Regions from separate parts of the Mus musculus genome. Here region 1 is linked to region 2. Evidence: chromatin contacts called from public HiChIP or PLAC-seq data. All regions are on one chromosome and are shown on one strand. The core of a region is the stretch at or near the end of the contact, and the rest is flanking DNA. Distances in the headings are between cores, read along the strand shown.

Region 1 (4,051 bases), core at 1,528-4,027, 84 kb before region 2:
GGTCCTTTCTCGAGCTCCTTTATTGGGAACCCTGTGCTCCATCCAAAGGATGACAGTGAGCATCCACTTTTGTATTTGTCAGGCACTGGCAGAGCCTCTCAGGAGACAGCTATATCAGGTTCCTGCCAGCTAGCTCTTGTTGGCATCCACAATAGTGTCTGGGTTTGGTGGTTGTATATGGGATGAATCTCTAGGTGGGGCAGTCTGTGGATGGTCATTCCTTCAGTCTCTGCTCCAAACTTTGTCTCTGAAAATTCTTCCATGGGTATTTTTCCCCCTTCTAAGAAGGATCAAAGTATCCACACTTTGGTCTTCCTTCCTCTTGAGTCTCATGTGTTTTGCAAATTGTATCTTGGGTATTCTGAGTTTCTGGGCTAATATCTACTTATCAGTGAGTGTATATCATGTGTGTTCTTTTGTGATTGGGTTATCTCACTCAGGATGATATCCTCCAGATCCATCCATTTGCCTAAGAATTTCATAAATTCATTGTTTTTAATAGCTGAGTAGTACTCCATTGTGTGAATGTACCACATTTTCTGTATCCATTCCTCTAAGACAAAAAAATCATCAATGATCTAAAATTAGGGTCAAAATTTGGTTTTTAAATGAGGTACTTAAAAAGTTGTAAACTATTCCTCCCCAAAGTATTTGTTAATAATAAGGTAACTTTAATAATATGATAATAATAACTTGTTAATATGTTAATAAATATCATTTGTTAAAGGTAATAATGATTACTAATAAAATAAAAATAAATAATAGTAATTTTATACTACAGAAACTTGACAGAAACCTGCTTATGTGATAAAAATTACTACTACCAATAAAAAGGACCATCAGGCAACATGTACCTACAGATAAGCACATAGCACCTATCCCATGATATCTCTACCTCAAAATATAAAATTTCAACCTAATTGTGAAAAAACATATCAAACCAAACTGAGTGATGCTGGTAACCAGCCTTCATGATGGTGCCCCTTCATCTCTGACTCCCAGTATTCCCATTCATGCATAGTGTCTCTCTGGCACTGAGAAGGGTTGATATTTGTTATCAGTAGATTATTCTCAAAGTATTATGACTGCTGGGGATTATGGAAGACATTCTGGCTTAGATCTTTTTTGATCTAGAAGAAGTTAGCTGCCATGAGGTGAGAATTTTCAGTTCCTGCTACCCAGCAGCCCAGTGACCACATGGTGAAGAAATGAGGAATCCAGTCAACAGCAACTGAGCGTCTTCTGTGTGACTTTTCCTGTCCCAATCAACTGGATGACTGTAGCGCAAGCTCTCATTTGGACCATAATATCAGGGGAGATGAAAAACTGCCAGTCTAGCTAAATTGACTCCAAATCATGATAGTACAAACTGGAAGGTACTATTTAGTCTCGCTTAATCCACTACTAATCATAGGGTAATTTGTTACTGTACTGTATAGTAGACAAATGATTTAAGAGCCATTTTTAGAAAATACTCTAACTATGTGTAGTTCAAAGATATAAAAAACTAACAACAAAAGAAACAACAAAATTCCAAGAGGTTGACAGGGCTCTGTTTGTAAAGCTATTTGTCAAGCAAGCATAAGGGCTTGAATTCAGATTTCTAGAATCTAGGTAAAAAGCTGCAGCCAATTTACCTGTAATCCTAGTGCAAGAGAGCCTGACACAGGCAGATGGAACTTACTGACCATCCAGTTTAGATAACCTGCAAGTTTAAGGGTCAGAGAAAGGCTTTGCCTCGAATAAGGGGGTGGAAAGCTGGCAAGAAAGACATTGATATTAGCTTCTAGTCTCCACACATCTTCATGTACACGTGCAAACCACATAAAACACACACACACACACACACACACACACACACACACACACACACACACATGCACACACACACACCTCCTACTCCCAAAGATCTTTTTCAAATTAAAGAAAGAGACATGGAAACTAAATATATAACACTGAAGTGTGGATAGTTTTGTTATTCTTATCATGCCGTAACAAAGATTATTGAGATATTCATCAAAACTTGAAGACAGTAAAAAATTATGAAAAACTACCTTACCAATATTAGTGTCTTGTAATTGATCATTTTACTATAGTTATATTGTCCTTATTTTTAGGAAATACACATTAAAATACTTAAAGAAGAGATAAATGTCTGTAATTTATTTAAAAAGTCAGAAATAACAATTACATAACACAATTGTATAGTCAAAATATATACTTTTATATATCTTTATAATTATATAGAGATAACATTTCTAAAATATTAACATTTAGAAAACCCCTTTACAGTTATACAGAAATTTGAAATTTCACTGTTTACACTAGAGTAAAAAGATTGTAATGCCAGGCAGTGTTATTTCTGAATTTCCACTTTAAGTAAAATAAGCTGTTTTCTCAAACTGAGAGTTGATTACATTAATGGGGTTTGAAACTGAATTAACTGGAACAAAACCCCAAACAGGTTTAAAGAATACAATACTGTAAATTAGCATATCATACGATCAGTAGGCATGAGTATTATTTTGTGAAATTCTTGTTTCAGATGTAGGGGGGTGGGAACGAGAAAGTTAATGTACTTGGCTGCTCAATCAACAAAATATAGGAAAGCCAGGCGTCGCAGAACCCAGCCTGAACCAAAAGCAGACTTCCCGGGGACCGCCCCTCTCTGCCTCTTCCGCCCCTAGTCACCTGCAGTTGTGCTTCACAAATCTTCAGTACCCAGCGCCACCGCGCGGAGCCGATGCTATTTAAGGGTCTGCTCCCCACTGCTTACAGCCAGCCGCAGGCAGCCAGCCCCGCAGGCAGCCAGCCCCGTCCTCTTCCTCTCCTTGCTACAGGCTCACAACTCACAGAGCGCAACCTGCCATTGGACTGCTGCACACATGGGATCCTTGGGTTCGCTCTGGGTTTTCTTCACTCTCATCACTCCAGGAGTTCTTGGTGAGCTGGGCACGGGAGCTCAAATACGGGAATTCCACCAGGGCTGGGAAACTTTCTGTGCCTACACAAAGGCTAGAGGACAAACCAGGGATGTGGGGCCAATGCTGGATACTTGGCTGTCCCTGACACCTTTGGAGATCCCTCTGTCTCCTGATGCAGAACGTCCCCACCTCTTCTGGGAGATGGATTATCACCATAGAAGGCTGAGACACTTATGGTCGCTTTGGAATGTGACTGCTGCATTGTTTTTGTTTTTGTTGTTGTTGTTGTTGTTGTTGTTGTTGTTGTTGTTTTTTGTGTGTGGGGGGGGTCTGCTCTCTTCTCCCTGGATTCCAGTCTCCAGGGAATTCATCAAGAGCTCACACAGTAGTGTCCCAATCTGTGCTCAAGAATTACAGACCTGCATGTGCCTCTTAGGCATGGAGCCACTGCTTCGGTTTTTAAAAAGAGTAACACCTGATTCTCCAATGTGGGTCTCAGATTTTTTATCTTTGATAGTATGTTTAAAAACTATCTTCAGTTAGTTTTTAAAGTTGAACATGAATTAAAACTATGACTTCTGTAGTGGTGTGTGCTTCTGTAGGTTCTCCTTCAGTGTTCTCTGTAAGTGGTGTGTGTGTGTATGTGTGTGTGTGTGTGTGTGTGTGTGTGTGTGTGTGTGCATGTGTGTGTGTTGTTGTTGTTGTTTCACAGATTGGCTTGCTTTTAAAGTAGTACCATTTATTCTGGTAGTGAAGGGATCAGGTATAAGACATTTACTGCAAAAACCTCAATGCTGAGTGGATTTTGGCAAGTCTCAGTATAACTTGTTCTCATAGTGAATAAATTCATAGGTTACTTACAGTAAACCTCAATGGCTGCGTGAATTTGGCAAGTTGGTTAGAGCCCTGACCCTCAGTTTTTCATATATAAAGTCAGAAATGAGCTGTGCTAACATCCCATGAAGGTGAAAGAAATCAGGAGCTGTCAGAGAAATTAAGTCAATTGGCACTTGACTGTTGACACTAAGGTAGCCGTTAGCAGCTAAGGATGGATCTGGTTGTTATAGGGTCTGAATATTATGTATTAGTTCTGCTACAATTTCTACTGGAAAATCAATTCTAGGGAT
Region 2 (4,239 bases), core at 1,015-3,514:
GGGGTTTGCTGGCTCAATAAACTTTATGTTCAGTCTGCCTGAACCTAAAGTAATAATAAATAAATAAGTTGGAGAGTGTGGTAGTTTAAATTAAAATGGCCCCCATAAACGCATAGGAAGTGGCACTATTAGGAGGTATGGCCTTGTTGGAGTAGTTGTGGCTTTATTAAAAGAAGTGAGTCACAAGGGTGGGCTTTGAGGTCTTAGTTTAAGCCAGGCTTAGTGACTCACAGTCTCTTTTGCCTGAGGATCCAGATGCAGAACTGTTAGCTCCTTTTCCCTGCATATCATATGCTTCCCATCATGATGATAATGGACTAAATGTCTGAACTGTAAGCCAACTCCAGTTAAGTATTTTCCTTTATAAGAGTTGTCATGGTCATGATATCTCTTAACAGCAATAAAACCCTAACTAAGACAGAGATTGACCAAGGAAGACAACATGTGTTAACCCCTGGCCTCTACAACCACATGCACACTCATGCATGCACACTTACGTGCATGCACAGGTGCACACACCCAAATGGACATGTACATTCACAACATACTATGAGTACAAAAACACAAAGACAGATGTAAAACCAAAAATGGATAAAGTAAGTGTCCTTGTGAAAACCGTCCTTGTTTCTGTACTTGGTTTTGTTTTTTGTTTTGTTTTGTTTACCTGAATTCCTGGAGATGAAGTTAGATCCTGATCCACTATGCAGAAAGGTTGGCTGGCCTGTAGCTGTTATCCCAGTCTTAATTAAGGTTTTATTACTGTGAGGAAATACCATGACCAACACAACTCTTATAAAGAAAAAGAGTTGGAGCTGTCTTACCTTTTCAGAGGTTTAGTTCATTATCATCATGGCAGGAAGCATGGTGGCATGCAGGCAGACATGGTGCTGTGGAAGGAGCTGGGAGTTCTACATCTGAATCCACAGGCAACAGGCAGAGAACTGGTTTGAGCTTCTGAGACCTTAAGGCCCATCCACTAGTGACACACTTCCTCCAACAAAGTCACACCTACTCCAACAAAGCCATATCTCCTAATAGTCCCACTCCCTATGGACCAAATATCAAACACATAAGTCTATAGGGGCCATTCCTATTCAAACCACTGCACCCACCCTCTGAAAACAATGTAAACATAATTCCCGAGACACACAAAAAGCCCTAACCCTGATTTCTCTACCACTTAAATGCCCTTTCATCCCACTGTCTTACCACCCTTCAAAAAGCATACAGGAGATTGAGTCCTATTTTGGTCCACACCCCCGCACTCCCCCTTGCTTCTCTTTGACAGTTTAACAAGATATTTCCCATGAACTGGAAAAAACACCAAATTTGAATCCTCTCCTTCATCCAAAGGTTTGACATTTGTCAGGATCCTGGGATGTTCACAGTCAACACTGTCACTGAAAGCATTCCTAACCAGGGCTAAAACATAATAGCTCAACTTCAGGGGTGTGCTTGCAATGCTTGCCACAGAGAAGTGTTCTGTGCAATAATTTACAGCAACCATGTGGAGGGTGGGGGTGTGACTTTAGAAGCTGAGAATCCAATGGGAAAACCTTTGAGAGTTGAGGATTGTGAGATGAGGCTGTAAGAGAATTCAAATGAGGAAAATATAAGTACTTGTCCTAATCAGCTGTGACTAATGCCAAATACAAGTCTGAGGCAGCCTCCTGATAGTGCTTTAGGTCTATTTTATAGGTTCCCGCACTTTTATTCTTCAAGTTCAAGTTCAGAGCAATGATCACAGGGCCAACAAGTCTTTCCAGCCTTCTGGAATAAAGCGGTCTCTTTGTATATGTAAGCCAAGGTACGCCCCAGCTGGTAAGCACACCTTAGAACAGCTATAGAGCCGCTGAAGAGGGAATACTGAGCTGCATCTTTAAGAAAACAGCCCTGAGAGGAGCACAACCCTGACATGCAACTGAGGACAAGGCTTGTGCCATCCAAGCTGAGGAGTGCAGCAAAGCTGCAGAGGACTTGGGAGTAACGCAGCTAGGTAAGGAAGGAGCACAGCAAAGTGGGACAATGGAAAATAGTTGAGAAGCCCAAAATTCCTGGCGGGAGCGCAACCTCATGGCCCAGCCGCTTGAACTGAGGCCCCACCTTACTGCCAGCCGATTGGCCTAGCTAGCGCTACCAGTCACCAGCCTGCCAGGAGCGGCCTGGCCACGCCCACCTGTTGTGTCGCTCAGCACACTTTAGTTTCAGGATTGTTGCGTCTGTTCACCTATCTTAAAACTTGCTCTCTGGCTTCCTGGCGCCCAGTTTCCCTTTCAGTCTGGTAACATGACGGCGGCGCCTCTTATGCCAGACTCAACGCACCCCTGTCGCAGAAGGAAGAGCTACACTTTCTTCTGGTGCTCCTTGGGCGTCTATGCTGAGGCCCTTCTGTTTCTGCTGTCTCATTTATCTGGTACGATCCAGGAGAGAGGCTGTGTCGCAGGGAAGCTGGGAGGAGTTCAGGAGTTCCTGGTAGAGCCCTCTTAGGGTTGTGTAAATGTGTGAGTTTTGCTGTGACTATGGAGATCATTCAGTCCTCACCCCGAAAGTGCAGATTTCCTTAGTAGGCAGTAGTTAAGGGGTGGGCAGCCTGAGTGGAGGGAGGGGTAGATGTTCACTTAGAGCCCCACTGTGTCAGTAGCAGATTGCACGGCTTATGCTGTGGGCAAGCAACTCTGGGTTTAGAAGGGAGGGAAAGTCACACTTGGCCTCCCCCTTTAAGTCAAATTTCCTTGTTGCCCGAGGCAGTATGTATGGGCTTGGTTTATAAGTGGCTATTTTGCTGGGCATGGTGGCGCATGCCTTTAATTTAGGCAGAGGCAGGTGAATTTCTGAGTTCGAGGTCAGCCTGGTCTACAAAGTGAGTTCTAGGACAGCCAGGGCTATACAAAGAAACCCTGTCTCGAAAAAAAAAAAAAAGTGGCTATTTTGTTTGGCTTTTCAATTTCATTAGATTCCCCCCCCCCCCACACACACACATATACAGTGTGTTTAATCATATTCCTTACACTCCTACTCCCTGCTTGGAATTAGTGTCCATTCCTAGCCAAAGCAGACAGTGTCTGATTCTATTACCAAATGGCTCTGAGATCTTATCTTCCTTTACAGATAAAGTCATAGTAGAAAAAGGACAATCTAGACATCACTCCTGAGACAAGAAGTATAAGTAGCACTCTGGTTTTCACCTTAGCTCATGAACTAAAACTCAAGCTTTATCCCACCACATTTGGATGGTGTTTCATTACATGGAATAAATACTATACATGGTTAGTTACTTTATAAAATTTACACAAAGAACAATACTTCTGTTTTCTTCTGTTTTGCAACACTCTGTGTTTGTGACATATATACATAATCTTGTTCATATAGTCTGTATTTCTATATTTTTTCTTATCAGTATCCATCCAGCAACTTTTGCCTTCTATGTTCCAGACTCTGTGCTGGTCCGGAGGATGGAGATGTTGGGAGACAGTGACAAGCCTGTCTTGGTTTTGTGAGCCTCTTCCACTGATTGTTCACACACATATATGTATAGGAATGTAAGCAGGCACTTTATTGTGCTGATAGATCCCTAGTGGCAATACATAGTATATGATCTATAAATATTTGCTAATAATAACCAAAGCTTAACATGAAGGAATAGAACCATGCTCTGGAGTAAAGGAACATGCTTCTCTGACTGGATTTTAAAATGACTGAGGGACAGGACAAACAACAATCCCAACTCTGACACTTTAAACCACTGGTTTTTTTTTGTTTGTTTGTTTTGTTTTTTTTTTTTTACTGTTTTTCTTATATATAGAACCTTCTCCTGATATTACATATTTGACTATTTTCTCTTCAAACTTAGTTGGAATGTCACCCCCCCCCCCCAGGGAGACCTCTTCTGACTACCCTTAGTAGACATAACCCAACTTAACCCATCTCTCAACTTGCATCACACCTATAAAACTGGCTTTTCTGTTCTCTACCTCTCTGAATAGGAAGGCAAGAGATCTTTTCTTTTTTTCACACTAGTGACTCCAAATGGTTTTTTTTTTGTTTGTTTGTTTGTTTTGTCTTAGTGTTGTTGCTCTTACAAAACTCAAGTACCAGAATGTTAAATATATTTGGCCAATGCATGAAGCACAGAAAAGATTCTTCCTGCTTGCAGGAGGAACATTCTTTCAAGAACTTTGCTTTTTCATTAATCGCTATAAAATTCACTTCACAAGGAATAGAAGAGGCAGGTACTAGCAT

Evidence for each region. HiChIP or PLAC-seq counts read pairs in DNA pulled down with a chosen protein or histone mark.
Region 1: an H3K27ac HiChIP or PLAC-seq map of embryonic stem cells shows a contact between it and region 2, with 6 read pairs. The contact joins the promoter of Cr2 here to the promoter of Cd46 in region 2. A contact is called at or near these places in 6 of 39 promoter capture datasets (cranial neural crest, embryonic stem cells, liver and 2 more), 2 of 115 datasets of contacts at active chromatin or transcription factors (both in embryonic stem cells) and 3 of 9 other capture datasets (adipose tissue, liver and pancreatic islet).

The regions. Positions count from the first base shown.
Region 1 is chr1:195,175,445-195,179,495 of GRCm38.p6, reverse strand. Cr2 (complement receptor 2) reads left to right here and starts at 2,777. Exons shown (of 26, transcript NM_001368765.1): 1 at 2,777-2,943. The coding sequence starts at 2,886.
Region 2 is chr1:195,090,273-195,094,511 of GRCm38.p6, reverse strand. It overlaps Cd46 (CD46 antigen, complement regulatory protein), which reads left to right and starts at 2,264. Exons shown (of 11, transcript NM_010778.4): 1 at 2,264-2,413. The coding sequence starts at 2,287.